Linked DNA regions of Mus musculus: all the other regions are linked to region 2. Evidence: chromatin contacts called from public Hi-C and HiChIP or PLAC-seq data. All regions are on one chromosome and are shown on one strand. Each heading gives the region's core, a stretch centred on a gene start, on an enhancer-like site or on the middle of the called end of the contact. The rest is flanking DNA. Distances are from core to core; before and after follow the strand shown.

Region 1 (3,219 bases), core at 612-3,111, 270 kb after region 2:
GAAAGAGATTGCTATTAGTATCCTGAGCCACATAATAGCCCTTCAGTCAATGCCAGCCATAAATGATCTTAATTCTATAGATGGTAGGGGAGATACCATATCCCATCGCTTTGTGACTTCATAGCCACCACCATGCTTTAGTGCAATGAGTTACTAAGCTGTGGTCAGCACACCTACTGTGATGCCAGGTATATGAGTATCTGGCTCTGAGACTTGCAAACGATATATAATACTAGAAGGTTTTGAAACAGTCATTACTGACTTGGGTATTTAATGTTATGTAAGTTTTATTTTATTTTAGAGTGTTATTCTTCTCTTCATTATAAAAAGAAATAATAATAATAAAAAAAAGCAGCTCTGGAATGATGTTGCTGTGTTCTGGCCAGAGTAAGCCTCGGGCATCTTGTGATTCTCTCCTGATTGCATTAGGGACACATTGAGTGGACCATATCCTCTACTTTTCCCTACTTTCATTTAAGTTCATTCTTGATTTCTGCACACTGCTAAACCTGTAAATCTCCAAGTGTCCCTGTCATTAAGTGGCACATGTGTTAATATTCTCAGTTGGTACTTCAGTCTCATCAGTTTTTATATTGAGAGAGATCAGGGCTAATCAGCGAACAGGACTTGAAGGAGACTCTTTCAGACTAGTTTGCCACCATATTAGTTTCATTCCCGTGGGATTGTGTAGCTGATGCTGACTCTCAATTCCAAGTTTACCAAAGAATGTAAGTATAAAACCATTTTATCCTCTCAGAAATGTTTTGTAGTTTCTATAGGGACATGTGCTACAACTTAAGTCTGAGCCTACCAAGAACAGCACAGAGTAAAATCAGTTCAAAGATCAAGCTGATTTTGGATCCCACGTGGTGAACACACCTCACAGATCCAAGATAGTATCACCTCTGGCTTCCTAGTCCTTAAATCACACCTTCTTCATTGCTACTTGAGACATTTGTCTCAACAAATGAATGTTCTAGCATTCTACATAAATTGGGATAGCTCAAGCCACTTGGAGCAGATAATAAAATGCGAACAGCTTCAGTTTTTCAACTTAGTGAAAGCATATAGTTTTGAAAGAATGTGTGTGTACTTTAATGTGGAAAATTTTACGGATATTATTTGAGGAAATCAGTTATTTATTGGTGGTTATAGTTCCATGAGATCCATACATCAAAAATAAGTAGCAAAAATAGCTTCCTTTTCAACTTCAACCAAATGAGTTTAATTTGCATGCACCCAAAGTCCCGAGGACCTTGTTGCAGGCAGCAGCAATTCTGCCCAACATCAAAGACCCCAGAGATCAAAACAGAATCTAGCTCTGAAGCAGGGAGCCTCTCACTTCCAGCGTTAACAGGCATATTTGTTTCCTCTTTTGCTGTTGGTCAGTTCAAGGCACTATCAAAGTCCATAGATGCTACTGATGTCTGAATGGCTCCGTTTTAACCTTGGAAGCAGCGAGCACGTGGAGAGCCTGACAGGAGAGGGAAAACCTGTGGTCTCTGGAAACTTGAAGCCATATTGTGTGCAGTTAGGGACGTCCATGGTGCCTCATTTTCTCTCTGGAAGGAACTACAATTGCTGGCGCAGGACTGGATTTATGTGGTCATGCTCTCCCTTTCCTTTCAATTTGTTTTTAGCATGTGATCAACATGAAAATCTCAACCGTCCTTGCTGGAGCTGCCTGAGGCAAAAAGGGGGGCGGGGGGGGTTGCTTTTTTGCAGGGTTCTATCATCTGTTAGGCAGGCTTGTTTGACTCTCCTTGTTTTGTTTTCACAGAGGGGGAAGCCAGAGCCAATCAAACAGTAAGCTTCTGGCTGTCTTAAAAGCAGGCCAGGGTAGCTTAAGGGACGCTAACACTTTCAAAGATCATTTTTGTGTGCGAGACAGTGATTGAAGGCAGCATAGAAAAGAACACAACGGGATTCAATTCACGTGACAAAAGGAAATTGTACAAAGTCTAATCCATTCCCATTACAGTCTCAAGATTGTAATCTTCCTTGGATGCTAAGCCTAGGAGTGATTTCCACTCCCCCCCCGCCCCCCCCCCCCGACAATATGCATCATCAAGTTGCTTTCGAAGTGGTTCTGTGGGCTGGAGGGAGGCGGCTCGAGTTATATAACATGCAATTTAAGATAATGGCCTTTGAAAAGGAGAAATTAATATAAACAGAGGAGGCCAACAAAGCCTCAGTCATCTAGAAGGTGGTTTCAGTCACCGCTGACATTAAACAATATCCCCCCCACCGAGCCCACACGATGTTTATTATCATTTAATTTCTTGCTTTCTTATCTTAGTGAAGCAGGGATCTCAAGCTCCGTTATGACTACAATTGGTAGAAAAATGCATTCATCGAAGTGAGTAACGAGATTCAGAAACGAAGCTCTCTCTCCTAACCTTTTGAGGCTTTTAAACATTCTACCAGAAGCATTAGCAGAAAAACGGAGCTATAGCGTTTCCATAATTATCCCAGCAATGTCTTTGTTCTTGTAATGATAGGACCCATACTTTCAATTTGCAGTGCTTAATAATAGCAGCTGTCTTGTCTGCTCAACTGTGGGGTTTTAGGGCTCCCATAATTATTCATTTTCACGCACTTGACAGTGGGTGTTTCCTTGAAATATTTCAGGCCACATCCCAAGGAGGAATTACAAAAATCCTTTTTAAGGGTTTTGCTATACATAACAATATTGAATTATGCATTAATAAAACAAAGTTAATTGACTCAGAGGTGCATAAACCCCAATTAACAGTATACCTCGGTACTGAGACCATCGGACGCACGCACGGAGGCAAGCATAATGACTGTATCATTAATGCATGAGGGTGGGTTGTCTCTCAGGCCCTAAAACTACCCACTTTGTTTTTCATTGCTTCCACACTTTTTCCTCATCAAACCTCCTCTCCCACTTTTCATTTTCTTCCTTTGTTTTTAGACATGTGTTGGAATCATTTCAATAGATGTGTACTCATACTCTAGTAATACTGTTTTCTTTGTCCCTCTCCTCATATTTCTAAATAAAAGTTATTAATGACTACTTTAAAAGTATTTTTTGGGGGGGATATCTATCCATTCTGCAGACAATGTAGTGGGCACTCCTTCCTTCTGATATGCATGGAACTAATTGCAATGATAAATAAAGTATGAATATGTGGAGTAAGCAGGGTAAATCACTTTCCATTGCTGTTTGTTCTCAATGAAGAATTGTTTCATAGC
Region 2 (2,998 bases), core at 271-2,770:
TCCAGGCAGGCATGGTACAGGAGGAGCTGAGAGTTCTACATCTTCATCTGAAGGCTGCTAGCAAAATACTGGCTTCTAGGCAGCTAGGATGAGGGTCATGAAGCCCAGACCCACAGTGACATATCTACTCCTAGGCTACAACTATTCCAATAGGGCCTTACCTTCTAAAAGTACCACTCCCTGGGCTGAGGATCTACAAACTATACCAAGTCTCCTGGGGCTGCTCTAGCAAAATACCATAAACTTGTCAACTGAAACAACAGAAGTCCATCATGGGCTGGAGAGCATCTATCCAAGGTTAGCTCAACCGTCAAGGCTGCAGAGTGATTCTTCCTAAACCCTATGAGAATCAGAGAGTCCCTTCTGGCTTCTAGTGGTTTGATGTCAATTTTTGGGTTTCTTTGTTTCTCAGACCTGTCCTTCCGATGTCTACCTTCATATTTACTTGGGATCCTTTCTGCGTATGTGAATGATCCTCATCACCGACTTCCCAAGCTCCATGTAAGAGGGCTGGGATTTGCTGTAGTGACCTCATCATCAGCTAATCACTTGCATGGGTGGTTTATCTAAGCAAAACTAATTCCACAACTTGTAAAGTTAAGGTTATCAACATATTTTAGGTTGGAGCTAGAAAAGGTCATTAGTTTTCTTTCTTTCTTTCTTTCTTTCTTTCTTTCTTTCTTTCTTTCTTTCTTTCTTTCTTTCTTTCCTGTACTCAGATGTGTATATGAAGACAGTTTCTGTTTGGTTAGGTCACAGCGTGAAGTTTTCCTTTCTTGGAATTCCTATTGATGGGTCCTTTGCCAATTTTCTTTACGTACCTTGCACTCACTGTTTCCATGTGTAGTTATTACTAAGTTTGTCATTTTCAGTGTAGTTTTCTAAAAGTGTACAGCTACATGCGGGACTTGCAAAAAAGATCTACAAATGCAACTCTCACTTCAGTCATGAGAAATTGATTCAAATCCAACAGTGCTTGGGAGAGTGAGAACATAGGAGGTGCTTGGAGTTTTCATTGGGTATTTCAGGATTCTTTATGACAGTTCCAAAACCTGCAGGTGAGTGCACGTACACACACACACACACACACACACACACACACGCGCGCGCGCACGCACACGTACATTCCCTGCCCTGCCCCGCCTCCCCTACACCCCAAGAGATGATTTTTCTAAAAGACATCCTTACAAAGTTTCGAACAAGATGATGCTCTAGGTTCTCTGACATGGCAATAGCTTCCTTTGGGTTCCACTAGTTTTGTTTTTAACTGTTAAAAAGTTTCACACACACACACACACACACACACACACACACACACACTTAGTCATATGACTGTATTAAATGTGCCACCAGCTGTCTGCCAACAAGAGACCCAAAAGAGAAACTGTTATTGGCTTCCCCCAGAGAAACCTCCTTTATCTCAAAGAACTGAATTGCCAGGTGGAATTGAGTAAACTCTGGGGTTGCAACACAACCAAGGCATAAAGTTCACCATCAACGTAAAACAGCCAGGCCAGTTCTGCTTTTTAATGTCCTCTAAACTGAAGGAACTGAGCAATCTAAACAAGGGTGAGGCCACGGCCACGGCCACGGGGGAGTGAAAGCCATGTTATATTGACAGCTAATGAGTGAACAACAGCTCTGTCATCTTTATGTGCAGAAGACAGCTTTGTTTATGTGTACCCAAAGTTTGCTGTGAAATCCCGGCCAAGAAGGGAAAAGTTGTGTGGAAACTGCAAGAGAGGTTGTTTGCTTCTTGCTGGGTTACATGATTCACAAGCTAACAGATTGAGAAAAGCTTTGCAGAGAGCAACAAGTTGACACTCCTTGTTTACTTAAGTAAAGATGCTCTAATACGGGCAAAGTTGAACAGCTTTTGGTTTCAAATCTAACATTGTAGAATGGGAGATAAAAACACCTAAATTGTCTGTTAAGATGAAGTGTTTCTAACCTGTGTATTTATTTACCAATGACCTTTCTCTCCCTTGACCAATGTCATGCAGCCTATATTAGATACAGAGACATGATTAGATATCATTTCTTAGTGTAGTGTCTCACTGGTGCCCACCCATAGCTCAGTATACCAGGATAAGATTCCTGAAGTGTCTCAAATGAATGAACTCTGAGATTTCCCCCCCCCCCCAGTTAGTTTTTTCCAACTGGCTCACCAACAGTTTTTTACCAGAGCTGCTAATGATTAACTAAAGGAATCGCTTGGATGGAAACTTTTTCAGACCTCTCCAGAGTGAGGCTTGCCAAGAGTGGTGCAGGGGGCAGCCAGAATAAGGAAGAGGAGTGCAAGCCAGGAGTCTGCAAAAACACACATGTGCAACTGAACTTCTTGGCTCCTGGACAGAAAGCGCTGTGAGACACCAAAGCTCTTTTTCCCTTTGTATATTTACAGATTCCGAATCCAAACTCACAGCAGTGGACGATGCTCTGCGTTTTCTCAATGATGTTTACTTAATAAGCCTGTCAGTGACTGGCTACAACCTCACCTCAATCACTGCCTCTATTTCAACCATCTTGACCTTCTAAGGGAGAGCCATATAGTGGGGTTTTGGAAGAGGATGAAGAGAAATCTTTGGGGCGGGGATGGGTGGCCAGGGGCAGTGGTGGTTCATGGTGTTGGAACATAAAACACTCTGTGCATGGTATTTCTTTATAGATGTTGGCAATCAAAGAATGTTCCAGTTAAGTATGAAGACAGAAGAGAAGCAAGTTACCCATAACATCTACCTCAAACACTAATGAGAAAAAATTTGCTTTGCCATGTGCTGGTTGTGGGAAGGATGCTTTCGGGTCCTTTCATTTATTACTCCCTTCCTCTGTTGGATCAGAGAGACTTGCTGGGACCCTGGAAAGTACCCCTGGTTTTTGGCAGGCTCAGAATCTCCCCCTATGGTCTTGTTAAAATAGGTCAGCCCCATCTAAATTTTAGAATATAAAATCAAAAATACACTGCTACAATGTGAATGATCAGCTCACTCCAATCTAT
Region 3 (3,377 bases), core at 865-3,364, 470 kb before region 2:
GAACCTTATGTGCTCACACACTGCCGGTTCGCTGGAACATTAATTCACAAGTACTTAGTTTAGACTTGCAGACTCTTTCATGAGGATTGCATATCCACAGTAAATATAACTAGAATTAAACCTCGCCTAAATATTTAATATGGCAGGCCGTGGAAGATCTTCAATGCTTTAAAGAACTGACTGATACTTTTGATTTTTCTAATCATCGATGCTGAGAAGGCCATATTGCATACATATACAGCCCGAAGTACAGAAATATGTGTAAGGCCATTGTAAAACTTGCTGGAAATCCTGCCTTAAACCCAAGCAAAAGTTAATTGAATGGTGTTGTGTAGGAGCTCAGCAGTGACTTGGATAGCAACCATCAAACATTCAAACACAACATGATCCAAATCTATACTCATGGATGTGACACTCCCTGGCTGGGGCCAGATGACAGGAGCATCTTTGCTTTCCCTAATTCAGCTGTTAACATTTCTAGAAGAGCAGAAAGCTGTGCATATGATAAAATACAAAAAAAAAAAACCAAAAAACAAAAAACAAAACAAAACAAAACAACAACAGCAAAAAACCCCGCAGTCCATAGCGTGCAGGGCGTCTGAGCGTGATGGTTCAATGGACTAGTTGAGCATGATAGTTGGGATGAGTGACGGCATCCATAAGCATACAGGCTCCTGTGTGTTCCGAGCTGAGAGTACAGAGAAGCTGTGCGGTGTAACACAGGCGAGCCTAGCCTGAAGCACCTTGGGATTGTTACACAATTGAGGCTGAATTTATTTTTGATCATTGCACATCCAGGAGTCTTCTGCTATTGTCACTGTCTTTAGAACGGTCACCTTCAGCTAAGCGACCCTGTAGTGGGGTGACGACTTACAGTCAGACGAAGCTGGGCTCTGTAACATCTTTAAATATGCACACAGTATTAATACACCAGTGCAAATGCCTTATGAAAATAGAACATATTTACATATTTTACATTGCTAACCCCACTACTGTGGTGGCATGGGAAGCTGGGTAGCCAACTGATTTTTAATGTAAGATATTAGAAATACTGGCTTTCATATTCATATATATGTATGTATGTATATATATATGTATGTATGTATATACACACACACACATATAGTATGTGTGTATATATATCGTATGTGTATATATATACACGATAATATCGTAACTATACTACCTATACATGTGCATATATATATATATATATATATATAAACTAATTTGAATTGCTACTCCATTGACTAAGTACTTACGATGAATTGTATGACATACATCTCCAGACCCGCCCCCCTGCCAGCCCTGAAGGATATACCTCACTCATTTTCTTTTCTTTCAAGAAACCAATTTTGCTATCTTCAAGCAACCACTTCTTTTGTTGAAGCAAAACAGAACAAACAAACAAACAAAAAATCAACATTAAGATTTTCCTAAGCATTTAGAAACATGTCGAGCAGCCTGGGACATTCTGGAACCCTGTCAGAGCCCTGGTCTGTGAGCTAAGGAAACAATTTTGTTTGATAGAGTTACTATCTTCTGCAAAGGCTGAGTGTATATTATGTCGCATAGTCAGAGCACTGGGGGACACCCCCAGAGGGAGCTTGTGATGAGTAAATAACTTAGTAAGGCAAAGAATGGACACTGTAAAACCATTCCTTAATTCAAGGCCACGTGTTACTTTGGGATTTAAGGAAATATATTGGCATCTTCTATGTGATAAGATGCTTCAAGCATTTATCCTTAAAAAGGACTAAAACCCATTTTTTTTTCTCTCCTGTTTGTATCATTTCCTCCTCCTCCTCCTTACCCCTTCCCCCCCCCCCCAGTCCACTTTTCTCTCTCCCTCCCTCTTTCCCTCTCCCTCCCACTCCTATTCCCTCTGCTTCTTCCCCATCTCCTCTCCTCCCCTTCTATCTCTCCATTCTCCCTTCCTTCCCCTCCCCCTTCTTTCCCTGTGGTCATTGAGACGAAGTTCTTTTAACTAACATCCCATTTCCGCCAGCAGAGGGCACTGTTTGCGCGTTTAAGTAGATGTCTCCGCTTTGTTTTTCCAATGTGAACAGTATCTGAGTCACAGGCAGGCACGCTATTCGGCTGGAAAGATACTGGGGAGAAGGCCTGCCTGAGTGGTAGTGTTTCAACATCATTTTGCCGAACATTTCCTTTGTTCTCGGCTGCTTGGAGGGATGTTCATTGCAAATGCCCTTCTAGTTCCCGGTGGAAAATGTATGTTTTGAATGTGTGTTTTGAAGGCAATGGCATTGGGTCACTCAACGTCTAAATATCACAAGTGCTTCAAACCACTTTAGGTGTCAAATTCTGAATCAAGGTATCAGCCCCAGAGTAGATCGTCTTGCTCCGGGAGCATCATAAATAATTTCTGTAGCAGCATATGACATCATAAAGCAATCAGGCATTCCCTGTACACCATAATCGATGGACTTAGATGTCTTCGGATGGAAGGGTATGGTGAAAGACACTTTTCCTCTCACTGGACTTGAGCACTTTAGAATTAGTCAGTGGCTGCCTATCAAAAACGAAGTGAGTCACGTTCAACTTCCAATATATTGTGGAATATTTTCTCAAGAGTTTCATACACATCATTTATATAATATTGGATTATATATTTTGTGGTGAAGTAAGTACTTTTACATTTTTACGGCAATTATTTAAAAAAAATTAATCAAAGTGTAGATGAGAATGGCATACTTTAACAATGAAAGTCACGGTTAGTCAGATACCTACTTGACTTTCCCAGTCCTCAGTATCTCTCTCAGCTCAGGTATAACTTTTCATTTTGGAACCTGTATTTTAGTCCACCCCCCCACCCACCATCTCTGAAACAATCAGCTTGTCTTGCTATTCTCTAAGCTACTACTTTTAGATGTTAGCTGCTGTTTGACTGTAGCAGGAGTATGTTGCCCAGGGTTGTGTGTGTGTTTGTTAAAGCTCGGTCGCCAGTGTGGTGATGCTGGAGACAGGCACCTTTAAGAGAAGGTGGGGTAATTAGACCAAGGTAATTATTTCACACGGAAGGGATCAAAGCCATGTGTATGGGAACCCGCTGACTTCCTCTTAGAGTGGGTTGTTATAAAACATAACGCTCACCTTTCTCATGATCTGGCTTCCTGCCTCTGCCATGTGTTGTCTCTTTCCTTGCACTGGCTCCCCCACGGCACCATCTGCCACAGGGTAGCACACATAGGGGACTGTCACCAAGGGCCAAACACTCTAGGTTTACCCAGGGTTGAATTGTCAGACTCAAAAATTGTAAGCTAAACAGATCTCTCATCATTCCACAACCCAAGGTGGTTTGTTAGAGCCAAGCAAAGCGGGATTGTCTAATACTGTGAATTGTCCTTTTGGAATGT
Region 4 (3,451 bases), core at 352-2,851, 350 kb before region 2:
ATCAAGTCCTTCCTCTGGGTTCCTGACCACTTGGAGTTTCTGCTTTGGCTTCCATGGACTCTGATTCAGGATGTGTACGTCAAATAAACCCTTTCCTCCCCGAGTTGCTTTTGGTGGTAGTGTTTCACCAAAGCAAGATTAACTCTAAGGCAACTGTCTTATCACTTCTCACAGGGGCTCTAGGCATCCAAACTCAAGTCCGCTTGCTTGTATAGCAAGCACTTTAACAACTAAGCCATCTCCCCAGCCAGCACTTTAACAACTAAGCCATCTCCCCAGCCCCGTGCACTGGGATTTTTTTAAACACTCGCGCATTCTAGACTGCTCATTCCCTTCTGTTTAAAGGAATAGCTCCATTATCAGAAAACAATAATTCAACTCTTATGAAATCCCATCCATGGACATGTTAAAGAGATGTGGAAAGGGCTTTGTTCAAGTTACACACACATTTTTACCTGCCCGCTATCACTTTAAAACTTGGATGGATCTTCATTTAAAGAAAAGGGAAGTCCTGATAAAAATGGTAGTGTGCAGTGCCTCTTAAAACACTAGCACTTCAGGACCTTGTCACTGGCTTATCTGAGGGACAAAGAGCTGGTGCAGACTCTTTAGAAGGGGCTATAAGCTTTCTGGTTCTCCACAGACCCTTCCAGTCCTCAGCCTGTTCCCTACCAGGCAGCACTCTGGATATCTGTTTTTGACTCAGTTCACAGAAGTCTGTCAAAGCTCAGGTTCCTTTGTCTCTTCCGTATCCCACACAGGAGATTCAGCATGTGCCAAAGAGCTGCCTTTGACCTGAACGCTCATGCCATCCCTTCACGTCTCTGGTATTGGAAAGGTTATCAGGTTCCTCTCTGAATTCTACTCCAGCTCCTTTCCCCCACCCCAGAGGCTTTGTTCTGTGCTTTTGCTTTAAGAATGAAGACAAAGCCTGACGATACATCTATTCTCCTAAGACTCTAGTTCCTCAAGGCTGAGTGCCAGCTCCCTGATTTGTTTCCCGTCCAGAGCTGCGAATACAGAGACCGCCAACAGGGCAAGGCCATTTTGCTAATGACCTTCGTAGGGCTGACTGCACAGCCAGTCAACAGCAGATCTGAAAATAGAACTCAGGACTTTCAAATCATTGTTCTGCTTGCTGGGCTGTATTTCCTCCCATAAGGGCCTGGTTAAGCAACGTCCTGTTTTGCACAAGCAGAAGTCACAATACACATATGAGAAACTGGACTGGACACAAGGATCACAAGACCGCACCCACCCTTAGGAAAGATGGCTCTGTAGCATGAAGCAGTGCGATTTGTTTCTAGTCCTGCCGGTTTGGGTTGCAAGCGGGCTCACAGCTGGTCAAATCATTGACTTTGCAGTATGTGGTGTTTTAGGAATTTTCAGAGTGCCAAGTGTCAGGTATTTGCCTGACAACACACCAAAAAGACATTTATGCAAGTGACAGAACAGTGTCGTAAGGTGGCCACCAGCTTGGGAATCACTGTGTTTGTGGTGCAAGTGCCATGGGAGAACCAGAAGCTTGGTGGCAGATCATTCTTTTAGGGTATTCCTTGTGGCCTGTAGAGGGCAGATTGAAATCGCAGAGATGCCCCTAGGCACTGTAGTCATCCTGGACTTGGAGGCTGAGGCAAGAGGACCTCGTGATCAAGACCAGGCAGTTCCTTTATTACCTCGAGCTGCCTTAAGGGAAGGAAATGGGGTGGGGGTGGGGGACGACGAAACAGAACAAAACAAACAAACAAAATGACTGGAATTGTCAAAAGTCAATCAATAAGGGAGTTTTATTTGGGAGCTGACAGCAGGATTACGTACAGTCCAGAACACAGGTATACAGGTGGCCACTTGCATGTCCTGAGAACAAAGGAAAGCCTGGGGGGTTTTAGCAAGCAGAGAAATCTACACATGAACATACCTGGTCCTTCTCACTGCCTGTGGGAATGGCAAGGTCTGATGGATGGGTGGGGCAGTGGGTAAAGCTAGTTTGAAGATTGTAGTTGGCAGTTACGCTGTTAGCTACTAAATAAATCAAGTCTTGAACATGCCCAGGGTGTTCCTTTGGACTGTTTCTGGAAGATTGGATCTGGAGCAGGCATGTATTGGTATGATTTCCCTTCCTTGCCTCCAGCCCCCGCCCCCCTCCACCTTAGTGGGGTGTGGTAGGAATGCTTACAGAAGGTTGGGGGGTGGTTTACACTTCCTGATGTTCCTTCAAATTGTTGAGACCTCTCTGTTCCATGCTAGCCCACGTAGAGGGCTTGCTAGCCCTTCAGTGATCTTCAGTGTGTTCTTGGAGAGCAGAGCCTGAGGATGCTAGCTGTTTTTGCCTCTCAGTCAAGCTCCTGGCCGCTCCGCAGGACATAACAGAGTGGATTCCAGGACCCTGAACTAGCTGTAGTACGTGAGCCCTGGATCTATGTCTCACACCTGCCAGACTTGAATCGAATGGCTTTGTGTCTTTGCGTCTGTTTGTTAGTCTGTAAGACAGGCGCGGCAACAGCTGGTAAGACCTCGGAGTCATTATGAAATTGAAATGAGTTGTTATTCATGGATTGCTTCAAAAGATTCTAGACAAAGATAATAGGTTTAGTTGTAGGCAATCAATAAACGACCTAGCAACGGGAAACAACTGCAGTTAGCTATGTGGAACAGGCCGAACACACCACAGGACCCTCCTTCCTTCTCTCCTTCTTTAGAGAAGCCTGCTTTATAGTTCAAAAGTGGGCCCTTGAGATCTCATTCCTCATTGCTCCATACTACAGATAGAGCAACTGAGGCACAGGGAAATTAGGTGATTTATTTATGTTTACCCACCAGGCACGTGACAGGATGGAAGGACAGGGCACTGTATGTACTGATGTCACTCACGGTTTTGCCATCGTTGTGCCAGTTTGGTATTTATTTCCTAGGAAAAAACCATAGAGGAAGCTGCTTGTGATGTTCTTCAGATGCTTAGATAGAATCGTTTACAGACACTTTGGAAGCAGCAAAACATGCAGAAGTACCCATGGGCGGTGATGGCAATGACTAATGCACACATGAGGACTCTTACTGCAGCCTCACTTAGCATATCAAACGGCGTTAAAAATAATAATTAGCCTTGGGAACCCAGAACAAGAACACCCAGTCATTTTGACACACCTAACTGCAATTTGATCTGTGTGTGTGTGTGTGTGTTTCACCTACTCATAGCGGCAGCTGTTCAAGAAACGAACAAAAGACTGTGTGGAAAATGGCAGCGTCAGGAGGTTGTGCTTTCTTTGTTAAAACATGGGAGATGGTGTGTGTGTGTGTGTGTGTGTAATTATTTCCTTGAATGTGTACATGTATACATACATATATATTTTACAGATTTTTACATGTCCTTCAATAGCTTCCTTAGCCATAACTATAAATAGAAATGATGAATGACATTTTTTTTTCTTTCTCAAACCTCAGTTGCTATAAC
Region 5 (3,340 bases), core at 504-3,003, 470 kb after region 2:
TTAGTAGCCTGTAATTGTTTTGACTAGTGGCACAATGTGTCCCTGTGAGATTTCCCTCTTCCACTGTACCATATCTGTGGGTGTCGTCCTCATTCAGGCCTTGTTTGGGCAGTCATACTGTTGGTGTATCATGGGTGAAGCTTCTAGAAGACACAATCATGCAGTAAATTTTTCTGGTTCTCTGCCACGTGCAATCTTTCTGGCCCTTTTAATTCATCATCTACCCCCTGAATTGGCTCCTAAGCATGTTCCTAAGTTGGACTGCAAATCAGTAGTTCAGTGAAAAAAAAATCCTCAAATGCCAAGTTCAAGCTCCATGTTATTCAGATTATTTTGGTATTTTCCATGTTCGAGGCATGCATATGATGTTCAAATACTGACTGCATCAAGACTGCACAATGATTTCACCAACAAAGTCCACTAGGTCAGTTAACCTCCTCCTTCCCAACATAGCATCACTTTGCTGATTTCAAATGAGTCTCCACTAAGCTGTTCAACCATTTCCCCCCTCCTCCTCCCCGCCCCTTAGCTCTCGGCTGTCTCTGACTTATTGTACTGGAATCAGCAAAATCATACTGAAGGCTCATTTGTACGTAATTTCTTCAGAAGCAGCCTCTACAATAAAATGCTCAAGTTCAAGGATTCATAAACGGTTCCACACAAAGCAAGATTTATGAGACAAAGCTCAGGGAGTCTTGGTTAATCATTACAAATCACAATTGCACATGTCTGGTTCTAGGGTTGTACTCTTCTTGATGCTGAAGGCTACTTAGGGCAGGATGCACCCTTTCATAATCTTTGGTTTGTCTGTTTCAATGCCGAGAAAATAAGCACAGAGGGGGGTCTGCTTTGTATCTCCGAGATGGGACAATAGCTCTAATCTGCAATCTTTTATTTTGTTTTCAACTGTTCCAAGACCAATTTCAATTTAACTTGCTTGCTTTTCTTGTCTCTTGATAAAAAGCTGTTTTGATTGCAGGGGGCCTGGAGGCAATGGTGGGAGGCAAACTCGGAGATTCTCTCTCTCTCTCTCTCTCTCTCTCTCTCTCTCTCTCTCTCTCTCTCTCTCTCGTGTGTGTGTGTGTGTGTGTGTGTGTGTGTGTGTGTGTGTGTGTGCGTTCATGCGTATAAAGGAGAAGGAATAGGGGACAGCATCCATGGGCTGTATTTGTTAATCTGCTTAAAACCCTAACAGATTTTTTTTTCAACTGAAATTTGGCCAATGTTAATTGTACAGGCAGAATTCACACTGGGAAAATCTCCTTGGGTAGGGAGAGAAAGACAGGAAGCACAGCCTGCCTGTTATATAAGATGTTTATTTCCATCCAGTCCAATCCACCATAAGCAGTACAGAAAATAGGCCAGTGCTGCTGCTGACCAATGATGTCACTGTATCATCAGGGTGGGGGTGGGGAACTGGGCACCACACTGATGAACAGGAGAATTTCCTATCACCATTGCTGTCTCGTAGGAGTCTTTATTCCTGGAGTTGCTGGTCTTGGCTCCATTTGATACTTATTTTTTCAGGATGTGTAGTAGCTGGGTGGCGACCATTGATGGGAGCTTCTGGATAAGGCACACAAATCTTAAAACAGGGTTGCTTTTTTTTTTTTTTTTTAAATCAAGTCTCTGAAACTTAAAAGGATTGGATCATGTCAGCCAAATGCTGGCTATCCTGGAAAATGGTACAGGGAGGAGGGAATGGATGGTCATCCCGATGTGAGGTACTAGGCAGTGTCTTTATGTACCGAATAGCTCATTCTGCAGATTGTCTTCCTCACTCATGCTACCTTGCATGTGTGCTCGAGCAGGGGATGCTCATAAAGACTGCGACTCAAATGCACAGCTTTGCAAACATCTCTAATGAGCTTATCATCTGTAATGTAATGGAGACATCTTTATAACTTATATAAAGTGAGTGGGTAAAGTGAGTGAAATGAGGTGTGTGCCCCCAACTTTTTTCCCTATTGCTTTAATATCGACAGCAAACTGAGGCCACATTCCTATACATTACAAAGGGTGACTCGGTTACACAGAGAAGGCCACTTATTGCAAGTAACCACTCTGTGTTTTGGTTTATGGAACTCCTGGCAAACTCGTGTTTTTCTGTCATGAAAAAATCTTCAGGGTTACTCTAATTGACCCAGTTTTTCCATAAATACCGTTCTGGTGGATTGCTGTTCCGTTCTCCCTCTAGAGGAAATAGTGAGCATTACAACTCAGTCTCAGAGAGGTGGGGGAAGCAGTCTAATTGAAATACAGGCTTGAGACTAATAACATAGCTCAGTACTAGAAGCCATCACGATCAGGAACTCTAAATGCACAGCCCCTTCTGTATTCGTCCAGTGCCAGTATCAGTATGTGTATTTTCCCTAAAGCAAACAAGCAAACAAAATGTCTTTAACCCTGTTCAAGTGTCTTTCCTGAAAACAACGGATGTACTGAGATAGCCATCTTCTTGTATACTGGGAATATAGAAGGCTGGATGTCAGGCTGCTGCTTATTCACCGGTAGTCCATTTCCTCTGGTAAAATTAAAATATTTGTCTTTTTCTCCAGTCAAATAAGAAACTAATAAAATGTATAAAGGGCATAAGAGGTGACTTATAATAGAGAGTTCTTTTCTTTTCCAAAAAACTCATAGCCATACTTAGAAGTAAACACACAGAGATACACACACACACACACACACACACACACACACACACACACACACTTTACAACTACCACCACCACCAAATAGACCTTACAGGAAGTTTCTTCTCTGTTTGATATCTCCTCATCTAAGCTCCTGCCTTACATTTCAGAACAATGACAGGACTTGTCTCTCCAGTGTGGGTACCGTGGAAAGGCCAGCACAAGGAGATAGCCTGGGTGACAGGAAGTCTGTTATCAGAAATCTGTGCCAGTGCAGGGAGGGGCTGACGAGTGGAAGGCTAGAGGAAAAAGGGAGGGGAGACTTAATGTATGTCCTTGTAAAAAGAAGCCAGTGTGTGTTCTATCTGCATTTTGAAAGCTTGAGCAATTACTAATGAAATGTTTGCTTCTTCAAATTATTGTTGGTGAGAGTAACGGAAGCATTAGAAATTTTCTTTCATTTATTTCTTTAGTGCTGTCTGTTATTTTATGGATAATACATGTGATAAATTCCATGAGGTGGTAAGTAAATATTGCTTCTTTTCTACTCTCTAATCTCTTAACTCCCCTCACAAACACACACAGCACAGAATTTACCATCCTCTTATGATTGGTCTGGGGATCTGAGACCATGCGCAGAAGTCACATCATACACCTTGAGCAGGTGGTCTTTATGTATCTCGGAATATATATTCATCAATTCA
Region 6 (3,125 bases), core at 520-3,019, 420 kb before region 2:
AGCCAGGAAACAGACAAGGCATAATTTTCTTGAGCCTTCCACCTCTGTAAGGTCCATAGAATGAGTGTTTTGATTCTGTGATGGAGGGAGAAGGGAGAGAGGAGAGGGCGGCTTCCTTTCCACTTTGTCTTTCTCTATCCTTAAAAAAACAAAAGGGAGTGTTCACTGGGGCATTGTAGGTGCTTGTTTTGCCCAGAACTTAAATATCAAAAATGACAACAATATAAACAAACAACCCTGCCCCCTACATTATTCAATGTGTGTGTGTGTGTGTGTGTGTGTGTGTGTGTGTGTGTGCATGCGCACGCTGTGCTGTGAGGTTGCTCAATTGAAGAGGCCAGGCTTTCTAGGGGAGACTGGGTGGCCCACTCAGCAGAGGACAATCTGGCTGGCCCTGTTCCAGCCGCACTGGGTAAACCAGCCAGTCAAGGGGACACTTGTGGCAGTTTGGAATTTTCAAGTGGGTAAAAATAATGATAAATCCTTCAAAGAATCAAGGAGGAGCCCCGAAACTCATTTAGCCCTCAGACAGAAACCCTAGAAAATGCCCCCAGCCACCACCTGACAGAGGTGCATGGAAAACTCCAGAGGCCTGTTGCCAACATGGGATTGTTTGATCTGCCTTGAAGGTGATCCTAGCTTGGTGCTTTTCAGACTGCATTCTGGAAACATCAGCCCTAAGGCCCAAGTCCCTTGCTTTACAGGTTTCCAACAGAGACTCCTTCTTTTGGAAGACCTTTTCTTTCGGAGGGGAGTGACAAACGAAGCCAGCATTGAGCCTGGCCTTCCAGGCTGTCTCTGTGCATAGGGATCTGGGAGATGCTGCTGCCATCTCCGCCTCTGTCACTTACAAAGACCCCTCTAATCCCAATTGCCTCACACAAAAAAGAGTGGAAAAACAGTCTACGGACTGGAAATAAAAAGGAATGCCCAAGGAGCAGCTGGCACCTTAACGCCCCCACAAGACACTAGCTGGTACATCACCATGAAACCCAATCACCCTTTCCCCAGTTACGATGGGGTTGGATTTAGTTCTGCAACAACAGAATGAAGTATATGTTTTAACAAATAAACATAATTTTGGCAGAAGTGTCAGCATCGTTAGCCAGGAAATTTTTTATATACTTATATCAATTCGACATACCCTCAAGTCCCCCAGCCACGGCCCGTCAGTGAGGGACACAAATGCTAAGAAAGGGAGCAAATGTTTATGAATGTATTAACTGCCCTACACACACACACACACACATACACACACACACACAAATACTTGTGCTTCTATATTATAACCAAATATTACTTCTTCTGATCAGCATTTTTGTATTTGTCTACCTTTTATGAAGTGTTGAGCAGTGCCTACTTGCTAGCCATGTTGAATTTAATCATCTTTTTCTGAACTCTTGTCTTTTGGGCACCTCGCCTTTTCTTAGCATACACTCATCCTGAAACTCCTGGGAAATCAAAGGCAGGTTAAGCAAAGAGCTGCGCTTAGAAGAGACCAGCTCTTCTTGAACTCTCCTGGCATCCTATTGGAGGATTCTTTGTGACCCAGGATGAGCTAGGAACAGAGCCAGTCTTTCTTAGTACCTTGGCCAGGCCATTGCTGGGGATTCTCAGCTGTTGTGTCCTGTCAAGAGCTGCGGTGTGGGGGTGGGGGATTTATTGGGAAATAATAGATTGTAGTTAATTCCGACAGCTCACGGAGTCACAAGGGGCCAGATACTTCTTCTAAGCGAGAGGTAGCTGTGAGAGAAGTGAGAAGAGGATGCTGAAGGTGGGGGAAAGAATTGCAGAAGTGAAAGGAAGAGTCCTGGAGAGTGGGACTGAGGGGGAATGGCACTGTGAAGAGGGAAAGTCCCAGAGAAAGAGCCCCTTCTCTTTCCACAAACCTGCTCGCCCTCCCCCACCTCCCCCTGGCTCACAGCCTCTCATAAAGGGAGTGCTTCCCTGGGCTGCTGAGTGTGATCACACTTAATTTCAAATAGCAAAGTCCATTTCGAGCCGTATTTTCACACTGGCGGGATGAATGTGAATAATAGCCACATTGAGGCTGGTTCTGAAATGGCTCGCCCAGCTGACACGAATGTGAAGTTTTCCAGTCGAGAATGTGTTTAATGGTTCAGAAACCACTTTTTGCTGACCCTCAAGTCACCTCCTGAGTTTTGTCAAGAGCTTCTTTTTGAGAAAGGATTATTATCTCCAGTTGTTGTCTCCTGGGTGCAACTCTTTCTCTCTCTGCTTGGATATTTCACTTCAGCCTGTGGTAAGCCTGGTCCAAGCCTCTGGCTTCTTCTGTTTGGCCAACACCTTGATTAAGAGCCTAACTTGATTTTCTCCGTCTTCCTAGTTCCTGACCAAGCCTTCTCTAGACTTCTTAGGGTTTGCTTCAGATTTCTAAATCTGAGTAATTTCTAAGTTTTTGACCCCTGTTTTCATTCCAGGGCCCTGTTGCCTGAAGAAGGCCAACTCCAGAGCTCAGTGGTGGCAGGGCAGTTACAGGATTCAATTCCTGGAGAAAATGACCCCCTACCTCCTATTCTGTGTCTTTAATAGAATCTCAGCTGACTCTCCAAATCTTGCTGTCTAGACTTTGTCCCATGCATGTTCCTAGAATAGATGGGAATGACCCTTATCGACTTAGAACAGTCGGGATCCATCCTCTGGCTTTGGAAAGTATATGAGATAGTTGTACCAAATCAGTATTTAATTAGGGAGGTGAAGGCAGTGGAAAGATGTCAGGAGTTGGCAAGGTTTGCAATGTTTCCCTTCCTGTCTGCCTTTTGATCTCCTCTATGCACTTGAATCCCAGATCACTAGTTTTGGCCAAGACCCCACCCAATCTTCAGCCAGGCTCACTTTCAACAGCACTAGCCTTGTCTTACGTATGCAACTGATTCTCATCTTGGTCTTACGCACACCGCTAATACTCATTTTTCCTTTCCTGTCATTCATTTCCCTCAGACATTTTCCTGGTTTTTCTATCTCTCTTCATGGTAGGACTCATCTCTTTACTTACAGTCTTCCTTACAGTCTCTGTTCCCTCGTTTTGTACTGAATTAGTCACTAAGTCCTTTTGGTTTCTCTGGCAGGAATTTCAACCGTCTTTTTTTCCTTCCTCTTTCCTG
Region 7 (3,464 bases), core at 936-3,435, 390 kb after region 2:
GTGATTTTGAAGGTCCTTTTTGCCCTTTTACCCTACAGGTCTTCTGAACATAAAGTATGGTTTCTGACTTAGTCTTTCTGTTGGAATCCACCGTGTGCCAAGGCATGTGTCTCTGTCCTTGTGTGTTTGTGTGCCTTTTCCTTGGCCCCTTTTCTTTTCTTGGCTTTGTCTCTTTTCTCTTATTTTGGTTTGTTTGTTTTGATTTTATCCTTTTATTTTATTTTGTTGTATTTGAGTATTTTTTAGATGCCTGATTTCTAATGAGAAAGAGAGAGAGAGAGAAAAGAGTGTAGATTTGAGCAGGAGGGGAGGTGGGAAAGATCTGGAAGGAGCTGAGGGAGGGAAAACCATAATCAGAATATATTATATGGAAAAAAATCAATTTTGAATCAATAAAACAAAAAAAATTGCTTTATTTTTCTCAACAACAGGACTTGATGATAATTTTGCATTTATCCCAAGCCCACTTTGTGTGCTGATGAGCATTTGTGTTTTCTGACTCCTCGGGTCTGAGTTGCGTTCTGCCTTTCCTAGGATCGGCTCTCACTTAAAAGGCTTCCTTCAGGAAGGTCTTCAGATGGTCAGCTAAACAGCTAATTAAAGGAGCAATTGCCAGGTAAGGTGGGACCTCGTGCACAGCCACCAACCATGGGTTGATAAAGGTGCAAATCTTGATGGGGAGAAAGAATGGTCTCATCAGAGTTTGCTACAGGGAGGTGATGAATCTTTCTTAGCGCCATGGCAACCACAAAAGGAGGGTCCATTTCTGTGATCACTTATGCTGGATATATGAGAAAAGTTCACATACATTCTTTAAAAAAAAAAAAAAAACCTTTTAAAAAGATTTATGTGTGCTAGTGTTTTGCTTGCATGTGTGGATGCTTTTTCCACATAAATGGGGGATCAATGTAAATGTGCCTAGAAGGGTTTGGAAGTCCCATCAAATGTTCCTAAAATGCCTGACAAGAACAGTGTCTTCTTCTTTTGTGAACTTCAGGAGGACTCGACAATCATGAAATTAAGACACTGCTGGCCTTTGGACTTGGAAGAGACATTTATTACTTAAGCCTGGTTTCATTAAAACAACTAACTACGTTGTTGTAAAAGGGGAGCATCAATGAAAGCCTTTACTCATCGCCTTTTCACGCACATATGTACCATCTACCTGCATACCTGACGCCTGCAGAGGTAAGAAGAGGGAGGTAGTTGGTTGGGAGCCACCCTGGGAATGCTGGGAGCCTAACCCAGGTCCTCAGCCAAGACAACAAAGTGCTCTTTACCACTGAGCCACTTCTCCAGCCCCTCACATTTATATTCTTCAAATATGCCTGTAGGCTTTCTCATTCCCTTTTGATTTCTGTTTTTAAAAATTAGCAAGCTTCCAGGAGGCTAATCCCCCTTAATTCTCATGTGGTTTAAATTAAATCTTAGCCTGGACATAAGCTGTGAATACTTTTATAAACCAGGAGCTTGGAGGGTAGATACAATTTTAAATTGAACTTTTTAATTTGTTTCCTGGCAATGTCTTTTTTTTTTTTTTTTTCTTTTTCTGGGCCTGAGGAATTTGACAGTGCCAAGAGTTGTGAATCAGTCCAGATCTCAACCAGATCTCAACCAAAACTGGCATGATGGGAAACAAATGGCCTTTGGAATACAAATGATGGAGGTCAGGGACTTGTTTTCTCATCTTCTGGAATGACTTTTGGAGTATGTGTATCAGGAAGTTGAGAAGGTTGAAAAAAAAAAAAAAGCCGAGTAAGGGATAAAATAGAGGGTTCATTTGAAAAATGGCTAAAAGAAAAATGCATTATGTTTAAATGTCTTTTCTACAAAAATTACAAATCATGAGCTGGAGCACAGACTGTGTTGCCATCCCTAGTGGAGAGGTAGATTCACGACAGCAGGAGCGCCGGGAATACATTTCCGTGGACTCCTTATGACTCAGAGTTGTTCATGTTAATTCTGTAATCCCTAAAAAGATCAACTCTATTTCTTTCCTTGGGGGAGTATTTTCAGATGGCTGTTAAAAGGCTTTCTTTTTCTTTCTTTCTCTTTCAACTGCTGGAGAGCAACTAGAAACAAATCTGTTCTTTCAAATAAATGTTCTGCCCATATGTTATTTTTCATGGGAAGCGATGGAAGTGTGAAGTCCTCTATTCTGCCTGCAGTCTTGCTCTGCCTGCCCAACCCCCACCCCACCATATGTAACACATCTTGAGAGAAGGGGAGGGAGGCTGAAAACAGTCCCTTGATCATTTGTGTGTGTGTTATTTGTGTGTTTTTCTAAAACAGAAATGTGGGGGAGGTTACTCATACAAAGAGTAGATGACCACCTCAGCTATTATAGAGAGTGTCCGAGGGAAGGGAATGAGCACTAGAAACAGCAACAACAACAACAACAAAAAACCATGTGATGGTTGTGAACATGAACTACAGTCCTTATATTTTCATTTGGTGGAAGATAGACATGCCAAGGGCTTCAGAAAAAAAAGAAAGTTGTGCATCTATTTGTGGTACCACCACCCACCTGTGTAATTTAAGAAGTTTCCCTGAATAAAGAGGAATGTACAGTGTACTTATGGATAATAATAAATAATCCATGGGCCAGACTGAGCGGAGTTGACCAGAGTAAGGGGGCCAGGCCAACTGGAGTGAGCTGGGTTGACCGGAGTGAGCAGAGGTCCTAAATTCAATTCCCAACAACCACATGAAGGTTCACAACCATCTGTACAGTCACAGTGTACTCATATACATACATACATACATACATACATACATACATACATACATACATACATACATACAGTGTTAATGGGTGAATTTAATAAAACCATTCCAGAAAAGTGATGCGGATATAGTAGGTGTTTAATGCACGTTAGTTTATTTCCTCTCAATCTTTCATAAGCAAAAAAAAAATCTAGTTTCTGTTTATGATTTATGGATTCTCAGCCAAGGCAATGAACAGATCCAGTGCATGTTGGACACTAAAAGCTTTACAGAAAATGTGTTCCCTGCTAGAAAGTTACCTTACGTTGATTTCTTTTAGCAAAACTTCCATACAGCTTGAAAACTTGGGCGTTTAAGTACAGACTGGTATTTTAGGAAAATTTAACCCCAGGTCAAATGTTTTACGTTGGGAAAATAGTCTTTGATGTTTGAAAGGGCCTGAGTGTTATGCCTAGAGCCAAATGTGTGGGATAGTTCACCCTTGCGAATTGAAACATCAAAAAAGATTTGCATTAATTTCCTGCAAACCAAATATGTAGAGTTTCATGCAGCTTTAATTGAAATGTAATAACTGTTTACAGACTTGACTGCACCATCTCCACAGAGTAATTGCCTTTCCACCCCGAGCAAATGGGGGTAATGTAAATGTGCCTAGAAGGGCTTGGAAGTTCCATCAAATGTTTCTAAAATGACTATTATGACTTCTCTTCTTTCCTGAACTCAATAAGAATTGGACT

The links. Hi-C and Micro-C count contacts between places; a contact is called where the count stands out from the background. HiChIP or PLAC-seq counts read pairs in DNA pulled down with a chosen protein or histone mark.
Region 1: a contact with region 2 is called in a Hi-C map of uterus. The contact joins two enhancer-like sites. A contact is called at or near these places in 1 of 15 datasets of contacts at CTCF or cohesin (the NIH/3T3 cell line) and 2 of 484 Hi-C or Micro-C datasets (both in uterus).
Region 3: a FOXA1 HiChIP or PLAC-seq map of pancreatic cancer cells shows a contact between it and region 2. The contact joins two enhancer-like sites. A contact is called at or near these places in 14 of 484 Hi-C or Micro-C datasets (the 3T3-L1 cell line, 3T3-L1-derived adipocytes, CD4 T cells and 5 more) and 10 of 115 datasets of contacts at active chromatin or transcription factors (bone marrow-derived dendritic cells, double positive thymocytes, fibro-adipogenic progenitors and 7 more).
Region 4: a contact with region 2 is called in an H3K27ac HiChIP or PLAC-seq map of bone marrow-derived dendritic cells, with 8 times the contacts expected there. The contact joins two enhancer-like sites. A contact is called at or near these places in 2 of 484 Hi-C or Micro-C datasets (liver and neutrophils) and 2 of 115 datasets of contacts at active chromatin or transcription factors (bone marrow-derived dendritic cells and pancreatic cancer cells).
Region 5: a contact with region 2 is called in a Hi-C map of uterus, with 11 times the contacts expected there. The contact joins two enhancer-like sites. A contact is called at or near these places in 1 of 15 datasets of contacts at CTCF or cohesin (the NIH/3T3 cell line), 6 of 484 Hi-C or Micro-C datasets (liver and uterus) and 1 of 115 datasets of contacts at active chromatin or transcription factors (bone marrow-derived dendritic cells).
Region 6: an H3K27ac HiChIP or PLAC-seq map of bone marrow-derived dendritic cells shows a contact between it and region 2, with 5 times the contacts expected there. The contact joins two enhancer-like sites. A contact is called at or near these places in 2 of 115 datasets of contacts at active chromatin or transcription factors (bone marrow-derived dendritic cells and thymic regulatory T cells).
Region 7: a contact with region 2 is called in a Hi-C map of uterus, with 5 times the contacts expected there. The contact joins two enhancer-like sites. A contact is called at or near these places in 1 of 15 datasets of contacts at CTCF or cohesin (the NIH/3T3 cell line) and 1 of 484 Hi-C or Micro-C datasets (uterus).

The regions. Positions count from the first base shown.
Region 1 is chr10:96,953,845-96,957,063 of GRCm38.p6, forward strand. The region is part of intron 1 of Gm33981 (a long non-coding RNA gene); the gene reads right to left. Among named protein-coding and RNA genes, the nearest start is that of Gm33981, 3.4 kb to the right of the region's middle. Within about 2 kb of position 1,862, at least 45 of the 459 cell types and tissues checked have an H3K27ac peak or open chromatin away from gene starts, as enhancers often do. A contact at or near this core is called in uterus, where this site is marked.
Region 2 is chr10:96,684,786-96,687,783 of GRCm38.p6, forward strand. No RefSeq gene overlaps it. Among named protein-coding and RNA genes, the nearest start is that of Gm33897, 29 kb to the right of the region's middle. Within about 2 kb of position 1,521, at least 109 of the 459 cell types and tissues checked have an H3K27ac peak or open chromatin away from gene starts, as enhancers often do. A contact at or near this core is called in bone marrow-derived dendritic cells, double positive thymocytes, liver and 3 more, where this site is marked.
Region 3 is chr10:96,212,042-96,215,418 of GRCm38.p6, forward strand. No RefSeq gene overlaps it. Among named protein-coding and RNA genes, the nearest start is that of 4930459C07Rik, 12 kb to the right of the region's middle. Within about 2 kb of position 2,115, at least 167 of the 459 cell types and tissues checked have an H3K27ac peak or open chromatin away from gene starts, as enhancers often do. A contact at or near this core is called in bone marrow-derived dendritic cells, double positive thymocytes, pancreatic cancer cells and 2 more, where this site is marked.
Region 4 is chr10:96,331,855-96,335,305 of GRCm38.p6, forward strand. All of the region lies in intron 2 of Gm33782 (a long non-coding RNA gene), which reads left to right. Among named protein-coding and RNA genes, the nearest start is that of Gm33782, 24 kb to the left of the region's middle. Within about 2 kb of position 1,602, at least 117 of the 459 cell types and tissues checked have an H3K27ac peak or open chromatin away from gene starts, as enhancers often do. A contact at or near this core is called in bone marrow-derived dendritic cells and liver, where this site is marked.
Region 5 is chr10:97,158,243-97,161,582 of GRCm38.p6, forward strand. No RefSeq gene overlaps it. Among named protein-coding and RNA genes, the nearest start is that of Gm34044, 76 kb to the right of the region's middle. Within about 2 kb of position 1,754, at least 52 of the 459 cell types and tissues checked have an H3K27ac peak or open chromatin away from gene starts, as enhancers often do. A contact at or near this core is called in uterus, where this site is marked.
Region 6 is chr10:96,264,677-96,267,801 of GRCm38.p6, forward strand. No RefSeq gene overlaps it. Among named protein-coding and RNA genes, the nearest start is that of Gm40747, 7.3 kb to the left of the region's middle. Within about 2 kb of position 1,770, at least 41 of the 459 cell types and tissues checked have an H3K27ac peak or open chromatin away from gene starts, as enhancers often do. A contact at or near this core is called in bone marrow-derived dendritic cells, where this site is marked.
Region 7 is chr10:97,076,191-97,079,654 of GRCm38.p6, forward strand. No RefSeq gene overlaps it. Among named protein-coding and RNA genes, the nearest start is that of 4930556N09Rik, 42 kb to the left of the region's middle. Within about 2 kb of position 2,186, at least 17 of the 459 cell types and tissues checked have an H3K27ac peak or open chromatin away from gene starts, as enhancers often do. A contact at or near this core is called in uterus, where this site is marked.